2 separate regions of the Gossypium hirsutum genome follow, and region 1 is linked to region 2. Evidence: chromatin contacts called from public Hi-C data. All regions are on one chromosome and are shown on one strand. The core of a region is the stretch at or near the end of the contact, and the rest is flanking DNA. Distances in the headings are between cores, read along the strand shown.

What was found. Hi-C and Micro-C count contacts between places; a contact is called where the count stands out from the background.
Region 1: a contact with region 2 is called in a Hi-C map of leaf, with 2.7 times the contacts expected there. The contact joins the promoter of LOC107922232 here to the promoter of LOC107949479 in region 2. A contact is called at or near these places in 2 of 34 Hi-C or Micro-C datasets (anther and leaf).

The regions. Positions count from the first base shown.
Region 1 is chrD01:33,808,641-33,814,988 of Gossypium_hirsutum_v2.1, reverse strand. It overlaps LOC107922232 (serine/threonine-protein kinase CTR1), which reads left to right and starts at 4,803. Exons shown (of 16, transcript XM_016852149.2): 1 at 4,803-5,619. The coding sequence starts at 4,996. LOC107921237 (a long non-coding RNA gene) reads left to right here and starts at 3,277. Exons shown (of 2, transcript XR_001690990.2): 1 at 3,277-3,730; 2 at 4,064-4,301.
Region 2 is chrD01:33,077,612-33,083,680 of Gossypium_hirsutum_v2.1, reverse strand. It overlaps LOC107949479 (UTP--glucose-1-phosphate uridylyltransferase), which reads left to right and starts at 4,462. Exons shown (of 4, transcript XR_005908960.1): 1 at 4,462-4,729; 2 at 5,023-5,995.

The DNA.
Region 1 (6,348 bases), core at 3,554-6,053, 730 kb before region 2:
CTACATTTTTTCTTTCAAAGTCCTACCTTATAATTTCCAGCTCAGAAGGGACGACCCGCAAGTGTTCCTCTATCGACTGACTATTTTCTAAACTTGGACTAGGAATGTTATCGTTGATCCTCTTAACCCACCACTCGCTATACTCGGAAGTTGTCATTGGACCCACAACTAATCCCTTCATTCGGCAACACTAATTCATGCATTGGCCATCTCACGAGCTTTTTTTTGTAACCTTCACCCCCATACGAGAATTCACACTCGGCCAGTCCCTGAGTTGCGGGCACAAACTGCCTTGATCTGTATTGCCTTAAGAAATGGAGCATAACCAACAGCTCTTCAAATTCCAAGCAAAGGAACCCAATCAAAGTACCCACACCGATATAGGATCTCACCTAGAAGCAACCATGGAGCTCTCCACTCGATATCCTCTTTTTGCAAATTATGAAAAATTGCCATCCATTTCTCTTCTGATATGTCATCCCTCCTTGGTGTAGCCACTATCTCCTTCAATGGTAAGTAACTTTTAGAGAAAACCCGATACGAAACTTTATCAACCTTCCAAAAGTGACTGTGGAACCATGCAAGTAGGAGCTGCGCACATCCAATGAATCTACCCTCTTCTGCTCTCCGGCATGCATTCAGTGACCTGAAAGTTTCTGCCAAAATTACCGGGACTAGTGAAACTCTCTTATCAAGCCCATCAAATAAGTCAGTGATCGCCTCGTCAACATGTCCCAAAGTCTTAGGGAACACAACCAAACCATATATACTTATAGCAAAGATATCTACCTTCTTCCTCGCATCTGGATGCGCTAAAATGAGGCCTTTCAAATTTTTCTAAGGAATGCACCTGCTATCCCCCTTTTGCTTGATCCGAGCTGTAACCCACTGCTCACTCATCCCCGTTATATTCATCTGCTTCCTCAAGAAGGTTGGTACATTTACCGCTTTCGAGTAGATTCTGTCTACTTGAATCCTCGAACACCGAAGTAAAGCAACGTATTCTTCTATTGTAGGCACCAAATCGACCTTCCCGAATGTGAAGCAACTGTAGGCCAGATTCCAAAATTGGGCAAGAGCTCGAAACAGACGCTTGTCTACCTTCGCATCAAGTAAATAAGGCAAATCCCCATAATTTGAATAGAATAACTGTCTAACCTCATTATTCCACTGATCCCAAATCTCCTTCAACTCCTGCAAGTTGTTCTGGGCTACGCTAACACGGGTGAAGTCCCATAATTCTGATACGTATCCCACGGCCAAACTATCACCTTTTTCGCACTGTGTCATCTCAGCCCAAGTTCGGGCAACCGCATTGTCCTCCACTCTATAAAGAAACCCATTTCCCATGATAAACTTTCTATCGAGAAACCGAATACGAACCAACGCCTTTATAATGAAATGCCATGTAATTGTAATGCCATGCAATCAAAGTAAAATACAAAAAAGTCAGTATTAATTAAATACAAAACAATCAAGAAATAGTAAAAACTCCTAATTAGGTGTCTACTAAGGTTAAGAGTAATTCTACCTAGGGTGAGTTCTTAAGGTTCACTATATGAGGTTTGGCTTCTAGAGTAAGGGTACCCGAACCAGCAGATTCCTCGATATTATAGGCTCATATGGACCAAGTTCAGTTCAGGGGAATACATTTCCCTATGGCTGCACAGAGATGAAAATCTCACGAAGACATAGGTACGGATGTATCCCAAAAGCGGTCCACTACCCTGCACAGAGGTGAAAACCTCACGAAGGACTAGCTTCTCACTCCCACTTAGAGGGGTAAAATTGATCATGAAATGCAAAATGCAAATAAACTAACAGACTTAGGCCAATCAAGCAAGCACATGATAAAACCAATGAATGCAAAGGGGGAATCATGATTTAAAACAACTTTTGATTTTCGACAAAAAATAATTGAATCATGGCTCGACTCTCTTGAAGTCCCCAGTGGAGTCGCCAAGCTGTCGAAACTATTTTTGATAAAACAAAAAATTTAGTCGTCGACTTTAAAAACAAAAATTGGAGTCGCCACCGATCCTTTATTGAGGTGTGATCGGCTCACCTTAAAAACGATTTCGGTCTGCGAAATTTGAGAAAATAGGTTTGGGAGTCAGTTACCACGAGGAAGGGGTTAGCACCCTCGTAACGCCCAAAATCGGTACCAAATTGATTGTTTAGTGTCTTGGTGTCGAAAATTTGAAAAGAATTTAAAAGAAAAACTTTTTATCTTGAATGAATTAAAATAAAAAAAACATTTTTATTTCAAAGAAATAAAACATCACACCCAGTGAGTTAAGCACAAGGTTTTTAGTCTTCAAAATTAAGTTTGCCTTTTTGATTTTTAAAACTCATGCATTTAAACCTAAAAAGGATATTTGGTTATTTAGGTCAAATGAAGAAAATCGAAACCCAGTAAGTTAGGGCACAAGTTTTCAAAATTCCAAATACCGAATATTGCCTTTATTTAATTATTTTTAGAAATTCTTATTTCGAGGTGACAAACGTCATGCATAGTAAGTTAGGACCCAACATTTTTGAATTCCCGAGAATAAGCTTTTATTTTGAAATCTGTGTGATTTTATTGCAAAATAAATACTTGGCTCTCTAAATTCATCGAAAAACAATCAAAATCCAGTAAGTTAGGACACGATCTTTCTTAAGAATCCTGAATGCCAAATATTTTGAAAATCTACAAAATAAGATGATTTTAATGCTTTGACGAAACCAAAATATATTTTCTTTAAAAGTATGATAAAATGTAGATGTGCAACATGAAATCAATACTTTAATTTAAATTATTCATGTATATGTGTTTACAATATATATATATAAGTACAATATATTAATAAATTCTGAAAATATGTATATGCATATATTAAGATACGTATATATAAATATACAGATATATAAAACATGAATGACATGTACAAAACAAAAAAAACTTATAATAATTTCTAAAAAATATGTATATATTATAAAAAATGCACATATACATGCATGGATTTTAAAATATGGAAAATGCACATTTATTATAAAATGTAAATGTATATATATGTATATAAAAGTTATGAAAATAAAATAAACATATATGTATATAATATATACATGTATTTATAAAGTCTAAAAAATATATGCATATACATTAAAAAAATATGCGTGTATATATACAGAAACTTGGAATAAAAATGTGATAATAATAATTATAATAATAGTTTAAAAAATAATAATAATATTATTAGTGTAAAAACAGAAGGACTAATTTGTAATCAAAACAGAAATTTAAAGGCGAATTCGAAATAAACATAAATGCGTGACCCCAATTGAACACACACACAACAGATGGGGACCAAAAGGGAAATTAATCCATACACCCCAAAACGCTACGCAGCATTGGACCAAAATAAAACAAATTCAATGTTCCAGGGAAAAATTTGAAAACAGAAAAATCAGTGGTTTTGAAATGATGAAAACGTGAGAGGATTAAAAGCATAAATAACCCATTAGTGCCTAAAACACGCGGATCTGATCGGGTTTTGGGTCGGGTCACACGGTTTTCGGGTTACTTATACGACGCTGTTTTATATGCTGCATAAAAGCCATCTAAAACTTAAAAAAAAACCCTAAGCTATTCTCTTCTTGCGTGCGCCGCTTCTCCCAAAACCCCTTCTACTCCTTCATTCTGCTCTCTGCACAGAACCAGGAAGAACTTCGCAAGCACGCCCTCCAGGTATGGTTCTTCCTGTTCTTTTCTATTTGTTTAGTGTGGAAGAAAGAAAGAAGAGAAGACAAAAAACAAGAAAAGTGGTAAGATGCAACGAAAAAACAAAACAAAGAAAAGTTAATCACCTTCCCCAAAAATCCCCCTTCGATCCTTTGCTTTTTATTTCTTTTCAATCGTTTTCTAGATATAAAAAAATGTCACCTTTTTACAAAAAAACAATTGGCTTTATATAGCCGAAAAAATAGAAAAAAGCCATTCTCTAAAAACTGTCCTCCCTTTTTACATTTTCATTGTATTTTTCTACTATTGTTCGTGGCCGAGGTTTGTTGTCTGCTGCAGGAAGAACGTGCTGGAGCGCGGGACAACGTGTGTGACGTGCAAGGGCGACGTGCGGGAGCAGCTGCGGCGATCTGCTGCTTAGGGTTTCTGTGACTTCAGGCCAATTGGGCCTTGTAATTGGGTTGGGATTGGCCCAAGTTTTATTGGGTTTGATTGTATTTAATTTGGGCTGTGTAAATGATTTTGGGCCCCGGGCAATAATTTTGTATTACAATTAAAAATGAATTTTTATTTTTTATTTGTATTTTCAAAAACTAAATTAAGATTAAGTTTTGTCAAAGAATTACGTAGGTTTTTATAGGAAACTATTTGAGTTTTTGTAGAAAAAAACTTGAGTTTTAAAATAAAACTTGCATTTCTTATTTATAGTTAAGTAACGCAATTTTTAGTAATTTTTTTAAAATAATAAAAGAAATTAAAAAAATATCTAGTTGATTTGGATATTGTTATCCAGAGGACATGTATTTGAATGTGTTGAAATTTATTATTGAGTTAAGAAGAGAATATAAACAATTATAAGTATTGTGTCAACAAAATAGATATAATCAAAATTTATATTGAGATTATCAAATAATTATTATTTTTTTTAAAAAATAAAGAATGATTAAAATGAATTTCAGTTAATTAAATTAACAACAAGCGATTAAAGCAAGAAAACAATTTAATAATATTATTTAAAATTTTTACTAAATTTTAGTGATTAATTATATAGTTTATTCGAGAATAAAAAACAAACGATTAGGCCACCGAATAAAAATGGTATCTTTTCCCTTTTTTTTTCTTTCTCTCTCCGATAATCGAATTCTAGAAAGAGGGAAAACAAGAAATTAGTAAAAAGAGTTCAGGAAAAAAAACTAGAAAGGCTTGAAATATTCAACAATGGCGGTTCCTAGGGTTTCTAGGGTTTTGTGATCAATTCCTTTAGAGTATCAATGGAAATGCCCGGACGAAGATCTAATTACTCTCTCCTTAGCCAGTATCCCGACGACCAGTACACCGTGTCCATATCAGGAGCTCCGCCTCCCTATTGCGATTCACTTTCAAGCGAAGCCACCAGTAATAAGAACAAAGTGAAATCAGAGAGAGGTTTAACTGATTGGGATCAGAGTCTCAGTCAGAACCAAAACCAGAACCAGCTACAAGTAAATCGAATCTGTGGCGGCGGCGGGGGAGGGAATACTTTTGCTTCGTCGATCAGTCTTCAACGGCAATCGAGTGGAAGTAGCTTTGGTGAGAGCTCTTTATCGGGAGATTATTATGTGCCGACCTTTTCTACGACGGCCGCCAACGAGATTGATGGGTTCGTTTATGGTCACGACGGGAGCTGTGAGCATGTGGATTTAAGAACGAAAATTGGGGGTTCGTCCTCTGGAAAAAGCTGGGCGCAGCAAACGGAGGAGAGTTATCAATTGCAGTTGGCGTTGGCTTTGAGGCTTTCTTCGGAAGCTACCTGTGCTGATGACCCGAATTTTCTGGGTCCGGATTCGGATGATTCTGCTATTCGGGGAACTAGCTCTAGCTCCGCCTCAGCTGAGATAGTTTCCCACCGGTTCTGGGTATATTTCTAGTGATTTCTTTGTTCATTTCACTATTAGCTTGTTTAAATTAACTTAAATGAACAGTAAGGCTAGGAGATTGAAGGAATATGCATAGGCAAATATAACGGTCGTGATAGTGAATGGATTTACTTTTTAGATGATTCCAAATATCTGTTACGAGATGAACTGGATTGTGTGAGTGAACTCTTACATTTTGTTGTGAACTCTGAATGATTCAAAGGATAGGATGTGACAAGTTGGTTGGTCAAGAGTAGTTTTTTATTGGTTCGGGTTTAGAAAAATCTTGTCGATTTATGGCAATATTATTTTTACATTTGGATCTAGTATGCATGAGTTGGCAATCAGAATCTATATGGATAAAATTTATAGTGGGATCTCAAAAAGCAAGCAATTTCTACTGGGCCTTTATCCTTTTTTGGTTCAATAGGGTTTTTATTAGTTCAAACTTCTAGTTATCTTGGTAGGAAGTTGTATGACAAATGCTCCTCTAGGGCCTTTAAATTCTGTAGGTGGCGTAGCTACCAGATCAATGCAGTTACTTAAAGTAGTAAATTACTAAAAAAATTAATACATAAGATAAATACAATAATAGATAAAACGAGATGCGACTTGCCCCTAGATATTTTATACTTTCTCCCACAAAAACATTTGTAATGCTTACTCCATTTGTAATTCCATCGATTACTCGCCTATCAAAAAATGAGTTAGTTCTGCTAATCTGAACAT
Region 2 (6,069 bases), core at 3,213-5,712:
GAATAACCAAGAATATTCTTTATTTTAAATACGTGAGCACAAAAAATTCATTTTTGGGAACTTAACTTGTTGTGCCCTAACGTATTGGGTGTGACATGTTACTTTCTCAAAATGAAGATTTTCGTATAAAATAAAAGTGATATTCAAGTTTGGGGATTATGAGGAATTGTACCCTAACGTATTGGGACTCGGTTTCTTTACATGACTTGAACAATTGATTATCCTTTTGCAAATTTCATCATTCAAGCTTATTTTAAAATCTTTTTTAACTTTCGACACTAAGACATTAAATAGACAATTTGGTACCGATTTTTGGGCGTTACGAGGGTGCTAACCCTTCCTCGTGCGTAACTGACTCCCGAACCGGTTTTCAAAATTCGCAGACCAAAATAATTTTTAAGGTGGGCCGGTCACACCTTAATAAAGGATCGGTGGCGACTCCAATTTTTGTTTTTTAAAGTCGACAACTAAAATTTTTGTTTTCAAAAAAGGTAGTTTCGACAAATATTTTTAACAATTGGGTTTTAAAGTTGCCCTTTTCCACACTCAAGTCCAAACAAAAAAGGAAGCAACGTGGAAATAATCACAATAAGACAAAAATGTCATCAATCAAAGATGAGACATCATCCTTATCAAGAAACTGTGCGGGATTCAAATTCAATTAAATAGAGTTATGAATTTCTCCTATAAATGGAGGTGGAAGAAGCCTAAAAGCCTTTCAAGTTTTGCATAAAAATTTGATTCAAGTTTTCCTTCAAATTACTTGTCAAAATTTTTCCTTTACTACTAATTTACATTCTGTAACCTTAGCCCTCATTTGTTGTCCCAGTAAATGGTATCCGCCCTATAAAAGATTTATATTTCTGAGTATATATGCCGCTTGAATGTGAAATTCTCAAAACTTTCAAATTGAATAATTTTTATAAATAATAGAAAAAACTCAAAAAATAAATAAATAAAGAATTTGCTCATCATGGTAAAAGATAATCAAATCATGAACTTCGTAAGTTATATTAATATGGCATTCAAAATGGCCCTTATCCACTAATTTCAAGCCCCAAATTGGGCTCCATTTTTCCTACATTTCTCAACAATGATTGCGCCTTCATTTTCATATTGAATCACTCAAAATTGTTTTGGCTTAAGTTATAAAGAAGTACTTATAAAATAATTAAAGCATTCAATAAAAAGTTGCAATTATTTGAGTATTTAGTTGAATGTTAGCAATTAAATGAGCCATTCGAATATAATTTTCCATCAAAGGTTCATCGGATAGTTAAGCGATGACGTGATAGTTTACATAGTGACTGATGTGAAGGGTTTAATTGATTGTTTAATTTTTTATAATATTTTAATAATTTTAAAAAATTAATAAAATTTACTACTCATTTTTGTTTTCCCTCATACACTATCTTAGGCCGCATCACCTCTTCCCAACCAAAACCATTACTCACTTACCTTAAGCCGCCAACAATAAACTTATTGTCGCTCAAACCTCAGACTCGGCACTCCATACATATCCAATCACCATTACACTTCAAGCTTCCTATTTCCTTATTACCAAAACTAAAAAACTTGAAACCTTCAAAATAACAATTTTTAATATTTTTAATAAAATTTATAAATTTTTAAAATAAATTTTATAACATTTTTTTATATAATTTCTAAAATTTTTCTAACATTTATATAATTCTTTCACATTTTTCATAATCAATTAATAATATTTATAATTTTAATAATGTTTATAGTTTTATAATTTTATAATTTTTTATAATATCTTAATAATGTTTAGGCTTTAAAAAAAATTAAGCCCTCTTAAATAATTAAAAAGCAAGTAAGTCCTCAACAATATTTTTACATTAGTCACCACGTCATAAATTTTTTCATGACAACACTTAACGGCTCGTAAAGGTATTTCACGGAAAACTATATTTTAAGGGCTCAATAAATTGTTAACTTTTTTATTATGAATTTAATTAATTATATTTTTAATTTAAAGCTTAATTGATTTTTAATTATTTTTAAAGAATTTATATTTGTTTACATTTAAACAATTTGATTTAACAGCAGATGAAATCAAACAATCTCAATCAACAAATTAACGTTAAAGTTTATGCAAGACATGACCATATGAAGAGTGGAAAAGTCCTTAAGCCATTTCTTTTAGAGAGAGAGAGGAGAACCCTTTAACATTTAAATTTGTTTATTATTATCATAATCTAAATTAAATAAATTATTTGTTGGATATTTGAATCCGTTGAATATCTAAATTTTTAAATAATCAGGTAGAAATTCGGGGTAATCATATATATAATAAAAGAAGATTTCAAAGTGTATATGAAAATATTGAGTTTTAAATTAATTTTTTGAATTTTAAAATATTTTAAAATAATATTTAAAGTGGATTTTTTTAATTAAGTTTTAAATATGATTTTTTTTTGTTATTAGTAATAATGATGTATTATTACATTAGTTCCAAATTCCAAATTATTAAACATTTTAAATAACTATTCAATACTCTATTTTAAATTGAAATTTTCTACTAGCACAATTTATAACTAAACCAATAAATTACCATAATAATAGATAGTAAATATATTTAATATTTATAATATCAATAATTTATTTCATATTAAACCTTATTTACTACCAGATTCATTTTTTTAAATAAAAACATATCTACTTTTTAATGTCAATGTAAAAAGTAATAGAAAAATTCTTAATATTGGTTACGAAAATTAAGATAAAAATCAAGGGATATAAAATCACAACAATTAAGGAATAATTTATTTCAAATTAATTTTGTATTCAAAGTCCACCATTCTTCCTTCCATTTTATGCATGTATGAAGACTTACATCACTACAGCAAAACAAGCTTTTAGCGGCGTTTAGACAAAAAACACCGCTAAAAATCGAGCATTAGTGGCACTTTACGTAAAACGCAGCTAAAGATCGAGCATTAGCGGCGCTTTCCTCTAAAAATTAGCATTGCCAAACGATATCATTTTTTACCTTTCGGGGCTTTAGCGGCGTTTTTGGAAAAGCGCCCCTAATGCTCGGGGCTTTAGCGGCATTTTTTGGAAAGCGTCGCTAATGCTCGAGGCTTTAGCGGCGTTTTTGTAAAGGTGCCGCTAATGCCGGGGCTTTAGCGGCGTTTTTGAAAAAGCACCGCTAATGCTCAGGGATTTAGCGACGTTTTTGAAAAAGCGCCGCTACTGCTAGGGGATTTAGCGGCTTTTTTAAAAAAGCGCCGCTAATGCTCAGGGATTTAGCGGCGTTTCTGAAAAAGCGCCGCAAAAACATTTTATCTGTCTATTTACTATTTAATGGTTTATTTATATTAATTAAAATTCAATTTATTTTTAATTGAATATTTGTTAAAAATGGATAAATTTGAAATAATGACACGTAGAAATAATTTGAAATAAAAAACATAAAAAAATATTTGTTAAAAATGGAAAAATTAAAATACTATTATTTAAAATAATTTTAAATTTTTTTGGGTACATTACTAATTGTTTTTTAATTTATATATTAAATAATTTCTTATATAATCGTAAAAGAGATAGTATTAATTTTAAAATATTGAATTAATTATCACTATAGTTTAGGGTTTTTGGTTTAGGGTATATGACTAATTTAAGATTTAAGGCCGGTTTAGGAGTTAATAGTGTAAGGTTTAGGAAGTATGGATTTAGGGATTATGGTTTAAGGGTTGAGATTTAAGGTTTAGGGGTTAGGGGTTAGGGGTTAGGGGTTAAGGGTTAAGAGTTAGGGATTTAGGGTTTAGGGATTTAAGAGTCGAGTTAGGGTTTAGATTAGTTATTTTTTAATTAATATATTAAATATGTTTTTATATAATTGTAAAAGAGATAATAATAAATTTAATATATTGAAATTAAATTATTTAAGAGAATATAATAAATAGACTTTATATGTATTGAATGGTTAATTTAGGGTTTAAGGTTAAGGTTTACTTGAGATTTGTTAAATGATAAAATTTTATACAATTAATTAATGCCTTTATATTTAAAAATATTTAATCTAAACCATTTAATATATTTAAATATTAGTTTAAATAGAATTAATAAATAAGTTAAAAAAATTAATAGATTGATATGGATATATAGGTAATTATTTAATTTGGATAGGACCAAATTATAAGAAATAAAAATAAAATACAAAAATAAAATTGAAATAAAAAACTAAATTTTATAATTTTATCTAATTCTTATAAATATTACTTAAAATTTAATAATTATTTATTTAAAATTTATATGAAAGATACAATAATTAAATATTAAAAATATGCGAGCTTTAGCGGCGTTTTTAGCAAAAAAACGTCGTTACTATATACAAACGACGTCGTTTTGTTCAAAATAAATTAATTTTTGTGGTATTTTTATACAAACTCTGCAAAAGGTAAGCCGCAAAAAAAATCATTTTAATTTAAAAAAATCACACCATTTCCCCAAAAACAGATCAAAATCGACACCATTTCAAGAGAAGATAAACGGCGCCGTACCAAATCTAGGGCAAACAACCCCTCTTATGGTTAAAATGCTCTCATTTTTCAACCAAATCCAAACCCTAAATTGCGCCTCTCCCAATTTCTTCTTCACTTTGAGGTTTGAGTAGATCGATCATTTCCAGAGAATTCACTCAAGGACTGGAAATCCCTTCAACTCAATGCTCTTTTTTGACGATGAGGATAGGAACATACAAGCTGTAAGAACGAGTTTTCCTATCTTCTCGATTTTCCTGTTCTTTTGTTTTTATAACGCTGATTTTGGATTCTGGGTATTTGTATTTGTTTTTATAACAAGATGAATTGTTCGTTCATTTTTCTTCATAGACCAGTTTTTCAATGTGGAATGACATATAACTCTAGATTATTTTTCAAGGGAAAAGATGAATGTAGAGTTTATTTATGTCTTCAAGCCCAAAGTTTTTCAAATGTTCTTTTCTAGTCTAGAAAGGAAATTATTTGTTTTTACATTTAGCATGGTCTGTTTTGGTAGGTTTCTGAATGTGACAAGCAGAAGAAACCTGAGAAGGGATCTGTAACTTTGGAGGAAATAGGAAAAAGAAATACCAGTGCTGGAAATACTGCAGATGGTACTCAACTAGATGCAGAGATTGCTGGTCCAGAGAACATTAATGTAACAATATATAGTTTTATATATTGAAACAATATAAGAAGGCTACTTATCCAATACCGACCAATGATTCTGTTCAATTCGTTTACTTGATATGTAACATGATAACTAAATGTCTTATGTTGGAGAAGAAAAAAATGGAGCAAAAGGGACTGGGAAGAAGGCTACAATCAAGTATGTTTTTATTATATTTTTAAAGTTTCTTTTTCTGGGTTTGATATTTGAATGTTTTGATAGGATGGATTCTTTTTCTTTTTTTCTCTAATTTTGGTGGAAAGGGTGGGTTTTATCTCTGAACTGTGGTTTCTGTGACCGAAATTGAGTATAAAAATCGTAGGTTATAAGGTGTGCATTGGATGTTAATTTTATTAATTTAACTAGAGAGGAAATAAGAGACCGGCTAAGTTTGTTGGCAGTAATTGTTGTAAGATTGGATGTGCTTGATGGATGATTTAAGAGTGATTTTGAGTTGTGGACATGAGTTTCTCGATATATAGATGACAGAATCTTGAGTTATTACTAAGTGGTTCCTTACTTAAGTAGCTTGATTGAGGATCTTAGTATAGAGAGAATATCCTTTTCCCAGTTCTTATCGGTTTACTTCTGATAATTGTGCAGAATGATAGGTTTATTTCTTATTTTGTAGTCTCTGTCTAGAATTCTTGCTCTGAAGTTTGTCTATTTTATACGAGTTGAGTTTTCATGGTTTGCTGTTGCATTGTTTCTTCTATTCTTTGTTTTGTTATTGGAACTATTTCCAATTGTCTGGTTTACTTGAAATCCGATATTTGATTAAAGGGACCAAGTAGAGAGCACAAGTGAGAGCGAAGGCAGTGTAAGTGATGAAGTGCTTGTTGTTCCTTATAATAACTTAGCACCTATGTCTTGTGGTAATATTTTCTCATTATT